Linked DNA regions of Sus scrofa: region 2 is linked to region 1. Evidence: chromatin contacts called from public Hi-C data. All regions are on one chromosome and are shown on one strand. Each heading gives the region's core, a stretch centred on a gene start, on an enhancer-like site or on the middle of the called end of the contact. The rest is flanking DNA. Distances are from core to core; before and after follow the strand shown. Region 1 overlaps LOC102159588 (a long non-coding RNA gene). Region 2 has its middle 160 kb from the start of FOXO1.

Region 1 (3,748 bases), core at 825-3,324:
ATTTTCCTCGCAGACTTACAGTGATAATAACAGAGGTAATTTTTAAAAATCTGGGAGCTCCTGTTGTAACTCAGTGGTAACAAACCCGACTAGTATCCAGGAGGACATCAGTTCCAGCCCTGGCCTCACTCGGTGGGTTAAGGATCTGGCGTTGCTGTGGCTGTGGTACAGGCCAGCAGCTGTAGCTCCGATTGGACCCCTAACCTGGGAACCTCCACATGCCATTCCTGTGGCCCTTAAAAGACAAACAAACAAACAAAAAAACCCCAAAAACAACTGCTACAATTTATTAGGTTTGAAACCAAGCTTATTAGAATCATGACTAAGATAAGCACAAACAAGGTTCCGATTTTGCAGTTTTTGAGTAAAACACACAAGCCTTGGAACGTCTTTTGCTTCTCCTGGACAGCACTGAGGGCAGCTTAGCTTTTGGGTCTGTCTTCCGGATGGACGAGGCTGGCTTCTGGATACGTGAGGGGCCCTGGCAGTCACCGGTCTTACCTGACTCACCGCTTGGTGGCAGCACACCACACTTCCTTCCTCCCTGCTCTTTCCTGTGAGTGTGTGAGGAGGAGGCCCTCTACTTAGGGGCCGTCCCCACACCTCAGTCTCCTGCATTGCTTTTGATGCAAATTATCACTTAAACTTTTAGGCAACAGCAAATATTGTTCGTGTGTGCTTTTATGAACTCCTTTCGGATGACGTGGAGCTTTGCCAAGGCCAAACCCAGCACCTTTCATCAGACCATTTTCACTGGGAGGTTTTTCTTACATAAAATGATCCACGATTAAAAATATGGAGAAATTTTCTCAGTGTGGCACAGCTTTTTAAAAGACAGGGACAAAACCTTTATCAACAGAGCAATTTATCATGCCAGTAATTTTCTACCTCTGTCCTGCTATTATCAAGGATGGCCGTTTTAAAAGGAACTCTTAGCTCTGATCTCTCGGCTCAGCCTGCAGCCTCACAGTAATGGCCCGACTCTAACTTCAGCCCACTGCCATGGGAGTAATTATGCCACACGCACAGAAGGGCGATTTGCCACAGAATCAAAGAAGCAATTGGGTTCAAAGTGAAAAACAATCTCTAGAGATGGGAGGGAAAGACACTTGATGAAGCGGGGAGGACAGAGAGAGCCCTGCTTTATGTGGAAGAGGGCTGTGGACTAAAGCTCTGAAATAAAATCGCATCAGAGTAAGACCGCGTATGAAGTGAATGAAGTCATTTTCCTAATGCCTGCTTTCCTTCTCCCATGTATTTTTTAAAATCACAGCACAAGGAAAGATGAAACGTTTTCCTAATGCTCCCTTCCCTTCTCATATATATATTTTAAATCACAGTACAAGGTTAGACAGTCCCAAATAAAGGATTCTTTATAGCTGCTGCAATAGTGTCTGCACCGATCATTCCAAGTGAATGCTTTTATTTCCTTCATAAAACCCTGGAAAAGAATCACAGACCCCGTGGCTGTAGATGTGATCTGGGAGCTGAGCTTGTCCCATTTCTCTGCCTTCAGGAGGGTTCCAATCCAAACTTTCCCAAGAGGATCAAAATCAACACTGGAAAGTTCATGAAATGATTTTTTTGAGGCCAAGGACAAAGATCCCTCAGTGTAAAGGGTCAAATATTTTGTCCAGAAAGAAACATGAGTCTGGAATCAGGTGACCCAGGAGGAAGGCTGAAGTTCGGGCTTTGCCCATCCTGCCACTGGGACAATACATATGAGGTCTCTGTGCCCAGGTTGCTTCAAAATGGAGATGATAATGACATCACTGCTCCAATGACCCAGTGAGATGATGGATGTGAAAGTGCTTAGCAAACTGCGCTGTTCGATAACCACTTGCTAGTGTTGAGCTCACTCGGTTCATTTTTCCCTCTGTAAGCTAGTCCTTTACCACCAAAATGCAGAGGACTGACTGTGGGGGCAGGCATGCCCTCGCCCTCTCCCCGCCCCCCCAAGCTCAGCAACCAAGACGGAGGTGGAATATGAGGACAGAGGAGGAGCCTGGAGCACATGGCTGCAGCAGCACCCTCCCAGGACGTGCCTCTGTGCACTCTCCCAGCCCAGCCTCCATCGGGCACAGGGACTGTGACCTGAGTGACTGGAGGCGTGGATTCAGGCCATTATCTTACTGTGTGACTCTAGGTTATTTCATCACTTATTTGGGAGGTTACTCATTCAAAACAAATAGGAATAGGTGACCCAGGCTCTCAAGCCAGAAACCTGAGTTCAAATTGTGGTACCACCAATGACTTGAGAGGTGACTCTGAGATAGGTACAAATACTACTCAGTAATGTATCGAGCATTCGGATGCACCAGCCCTGCTCCAAATGCATCAATGCGGGTGATCTTCACAATAACCTCCTAAGGTTATTAGCCTAGTTATTATTCCCATATCCCAGATCATGAAACTGAGGCCGAAGTGCTTGAAAAACTTGCCCAAAGTCACTCAGCAAGTGAGTAGCAGTCTCTCACACTCACCACAAACACTCAGTGATAGTGAATATTTGTTTATTAAGGACCCATTATACACCAGCCACTTTACTAGAAGGACCTAAGATACACTAGCTCCTCATCGTTATTCTGTAAAGATCACAAATAAAAATACTTGCTTAGTTTATTCCACATAGTTGTTCTCAGGAATCAAGTCAGAAAGGCAATAATGTGTAAAGATGTTTAAGTGGGCTTTTGAAAGTTGAAAAGCAGCTATATCGGGAAGGCAGAGTCAGCATTAGTTTATTTTAGCTGAATCCGACACAATGTCCTTGTAATAGGAAAAACTTAATCCAAGAGATACATTATAATAATCTTGTTGAAACAAACATCATCTGGTATTGCTGCAAGCGTCTAGAACTCCCTTTGCCAAAATAACCGATTCGATTTTGTAGTTCTTAGAGTGTCACATTGACCCCAGCCCTGTTGTCATAACTCTCTGTTTATTTTCCTCCAGAGTGGGACGCTTACAGCAACATGAAATGTCTGTTTTCTTTTCCAGGCCTTGTTGGCCTTCTACCAGAATATCAGAGACTGATCTTTCTAAACACCCGATCAACGTATACTTATTGGACACGTTCTGTTTGCAAAACGCTATACCAAGGTCTGTGTTTGTTCATGCTTTCCTCATTTTCTGTCTATGGCTGTGGATTAACTCTGTTAAAATTTCTGTATTACGAAGATCACAGAACAGATGCAAGAGGGGTTCATTGTCCCTTTTATCTCTCAGAATGTCTAACAGAAGAAAGTCGAATCTAAAACACTTTGTGAAAATATTAAAGAACACCATGGTTCCTTTAGCCCAAAAGGCAAATTTCTGAAGGAGATAGACTCATAGTAAAACAATGTTAATCTGATTTTAATGGGCATTTCTTGACCACCTCTTTTGACCTAAGCTCCAGAATACAAAACTTCCTGGCTTGGACAAGTCACTTAACCTTTCTGGACCTCAATGTCTTTATCTATAAAATGGGGGAAGAAATAAAACACTGGGGAAGCTCTTAGAAAGCATTTATTACCTTGTTTCATCCTCTCAAAAATCCTGTGAAGGAGACATCGTTCCTTATTGTATCTGATAAAACTAGAGCTTGGCTTCCTGAGCAAAGCAGCACACCCAAGTTCGCATGGTTGGCGATACACTTTATTTTCAAAAGCCTGTGCTCTTTTCCCTGGGACCAAAGCCCCAAGACTAGAGGCCTGCCTTTGGAGAAGGCAAAAGCCTAAGCAGGCAGTGCCAGCTTTTATTATTATGC
Region 2 (3,748 bases), core at 456-2,955, 350 kb after region 1:
TGGAATTAAACACAGCAGGCACAGCCCCTGCCCTCTGGGAGCTCAGCGATCTAGAGCAAACACGGATGCATGCAGGGCTGCTCGCCTGAGCTGGCAACCACATGGTCTGATTTTAGAGGCTGGGAAAGCTTAGTCCCAAAATATCTACCCCTCCCAAATGCCACAGCGCCTGGAATCCCACCATCAGAGAGAGAGTTTAAGCACTATCTCTGATCTGAGTCACTTTGTTGGCAGTACATAGTTGCGTTTGAGCTTTTTACCTTTTCTATACATTTTTACCTTTTCTATACCCTTAATGAGTTGATCTCATTTGCATTTATTATTATAACACATCTGTGTGTCCTGATACTAGTATCTTAAATATCTTTTTCACTTTTTTTTTTTTTTTTTTTTTTTTTTTTTTTTTGTCTTTTTGCTATTTCTTTGAGCCGCTCCCGCGGCATATGGAGGTTCCCAGGCTAGGGGTCTCATCGGAGCTATAGCCACTGGCCTACACCAGAGTCACAGCAACGCGGGATCCGAGCCGCATCTGCAACCTACACCACAGCTGACGGCAACGCCGGATCCTTCACCCACTGAGCAAGGGCAGGGACCGAACCCGCAACCTCATGGTTCCTAGTCGGATTCGTTAACCACTGCGCCACGACGGGAACTCCTCTTTTTCACTTTTAATGCTACATTTATATTTCCTGTTTTCTTTTACTATAAGGTCTGAATTTCAGTTGAAATAGTGGTTATCTTTCCCATTTTAAATAAGATACTTAAACGTCTATTTCTCAATTAGCTTCAGAAATCAAGTAGGATCCATTACCTCTTATAATTCCTCCCATTTTCTTTCCATCTATTCCTGCCCACCCAATAAACATAAACTTTTTCTTACTATGTTATTGGATTACTCCTTCCATGTGGGTATATTACTATCAGTATTATTATTACATCTGGTAGCTATTGATCTTTCTTTCATAGACGTCTTTTTTTTTTTTTTTTCTCCTTTTTAGGGCCAAACCTGCAGCATATGGAATTCCCAGGCTAGGGGTCAAATCAGAGCTGCAGCTGCTGACCTAACCTACACCACAACTCACAGCAACGCTGGATCCTTAGCCCATTGAGCCAGGCCAGGAATCGAACCTGCAACCTTATGGATACTAGGCAGGTTTGTTTCCACTGAGCCACATAGAACTCCCATAGATTTCTTTTAAATGCAGTAAATATCTGGAAGAGGCCTCTGTTACCAGACACCAGTATCTTTGGATGAAATAAATGTTCAAATGACTTTCATTCAGGCAGGAGCGGCTCCTAAGCTGCAGCACAGCCAATGGGAAGTGGGGGGGGGGGGGGGCAAAACACAGAAAGGGAAACTGGATGAGGATGGGGAAATATACAGAAGGCAAATTTTACCTACTTCTCTGTTTTGCCTCTAGTGGAGCCTAGAAACTAGGGGAACAAAAATGTAGACTAAATAAACATTCCCAGAGGGCACCACGATGGCTCCCCTGGTGTGAAGGAGACAGAGGTCAGACATACAACCAAGGCTGGCACCGCGGGGTCTGGCGGGGGAAGGAAGGAGGAGGAGAAACGCTGAGCTTCCTCGGGAGCTAACAGCACCGGCTTCGAGAGAACCCTCCCGGCTCCAAACCCCACCCCACGTCACATCCTGTCCACATGCATCTTCTCGGAGAAGGCACACGCAAACAACTGCCTCCAGCTCAGTCCAGGCTCAATTCTTTCTGCGACTGCCCGGGGCTTCTTTATCTCAACCCCTTGTGAGAACACAGGAAACCCTGCTTCCCCAATCCTGAAATATCTGCGTCAGGAAGGAAGGCATATCGTCTTTCCAGGGCCTCTGTTTTGCTTGTGAACCAGTTCGATAGCCCGCTTTGTAAATGCGTGGCAAAAGCAAACCAATTCCCGACCTTCCTTGGAAATGGTATGTTTGCAAGATAATGCCCAAATCCACTTAAACACTGGGTGACAAGTTAGGTCAGAAAACTGGGTGCTAAGAGACCAACTACAGTATTGGAGAGGTCTTTTGTTATTGTTTTGTTTAGTTTGTTGTTGCTGTTTGGTTGGGTTTTTTTTAAGCTTACTAAGAATTGTTCAAGAGAGAAATCATGCATTTTCTTCCCCCGACATTCTTGCTGTACTTAAGGAATCGCTTTAATTCACTTTTCATCGGGTCCCAGTAAAATTTACTTTTTATATTTTAGAGAAAACATACAAACCGTTAGCTGGTTCAGAGATATTTTATGATCAATTTTTATAAATAAATAGCTAAGTCAAGACATCTTAAGAGATTAACATAAATGAATTAGAGCCATCAAGCTCCCTATTAAAAGATTTCGATTAAAAATGTTTGCCAGAGACAAAGGGTGGAACAGACCTCAGGGATTGCTTCATGGGCCCAGAATTCTGTGTTGCTATAAGCAGAAATGGTATTTTTGCTTGACAACGTTTTCTGGGCCGTCCCCCGTGATTTCTAAGCTGGACTCTGGTATTAATCACGCTCATACGAGCCTCAGATGGCCTTTACTTCAGAAGTGATGACAAACCCACCTTTCTGTGAAAAATTATCAGTTGAGGTCCGGAAGCAAAGTTTTTTGTTTTTTAAAAAAGTGCCATGTCTTGAAGTCCCTGCATTCCCAGGCAATTTCTCCCTCTGTCTGTTCCTAAGGACCCACCGCCACAGAGCTGAGGTGTTATTTGTATACCAAACACTGCCATGCAACTGAACAAATAAAAGCAACCAAAAAAGCATAAGCGCTCTTTGCCTCCAGCCTCTAAAAGGATCTATCAGGCCGTGTGTCTGGATTCTTAACCACTATTCCCAGGAACAGTTCCCAGCCGCCTTGCAGCCCTGGACCCCTCCCCAGCTCACGGCCCCCTGCCGCTCCCCACCCAAGTGGCCCTGCCTCGAGTGTCCTCCAGCTCCCGCCCCGCCGAGGATGTCCCCATTGAGCAGCGGGAACAAAAAGAGCCTTTTGCAGGCTCTCCAGGGCGCAGGGGAGCCAGGCCGGCTTTGAGGAGCCTGCCAAGGAGGGCGAAGGCCTCGCTTTGAAAGCGCTTCCCCAGTTTGCGGACTCGTGGGACTTGGCAGGCCCCGGGAGCGGCGCCTCGGGGAAGAATGCCCCTGGCCTGGCCTCCCTGGCGGGCGCCCCCTGCTCTTTTCATCAGGCCCCATGTGACGCCCGTGAGGGAGCCGGTGGCCCACCCTGTGAATGAAGGCTGTTTGTCCGGGGGGGCCCCCCGCCCCAAGCAGCCCCTACTGCAGGACACACGCCTCCCGACTGCTAAATCGCAGCTGAAGAAAGGACGGCGGTTTGCGCGCTGGTCACCCAGAAAGGCCCTTGGGGCTCTCCCCTGGGGCCCACCTGGCCCAATGTCCCCTGTCTGTAGGACGCAGGAGTGGCTGGGTGAGGACTGGATCAGCCATAAAGGGACGCAGTCAATGCACTGGCCCCGGAGCTGCGCTCCTCTGCTCGGGGCAGCAAAAGGCCCCGTGGGTCAGCACAGAAAGTACCCAGGTGGCAGCCCAGGTTGTGTTTGGTTCTGGATCAAACGCAATTTCTTGGTTGTCACTCAGTTTTTCTCTCCATAAAACAGGCCTCTGAGCCGTGGGCCCTGGGAGTTGCTCAATAGAGCCCTATTGTTAAATCAGTTGACAAACTGCAAAGCCAAGTCCGAAATACTCCAGGCCCTGACCACCGGTGATGGGTGAATAATGACAGCGAGACTTCAAGGGCGGCCTCCC

The links. A called contact is a pair of places that touch in the nucleus more often than the background predicts.
Region 2: a Hi-C map of liver shows a contact between it and region 1, with 2.1 times the contacts expected there. The contact joins two enhancer-like sites. A contact is called at or near these places in 1 of 47 Hi-C or Micro-C datasets (liver) and 1 of 2 datasets of contacts at active chromatin or transcription factors (skeletal muscle).

Annotation. Positions count from the first base shown.
Region 1 is chr11:14,897,122-14,900,869 of Sscrofa11.1, forward strand. All of the region lies in intron 2 of LOC102159588 (a long non-coding RNA gene), which reads right to left. Among named protein-coding and RNA genes, the nearest start is that of COG6, 320 kb to the left of the region's middle. Within about 2 kb of position 2,075, at least 11 of the 83 cell types and tissues checked have an H3K27ac peak or open chromatin away from gene starts, as enhancers often do. A contact at or near this core is called in liver, where this site is marked.
Region 2 is chr11:15,249,521-15,253,268 of Sscrofa11.1, forward strand. No RefSeq gene overlaps it. Among named protein-coding and RNA genes, the nearest start is that of FOXO1, 160 kb to the right of the region's middle. Within about 2 kb of position 1,706, at least 29 of the 83 cell types and tissues checked have an H3K27ac peak or open chromatin away from gene starts, as enhancers often do. A contact at or near this core is called in liver, where this site is marked.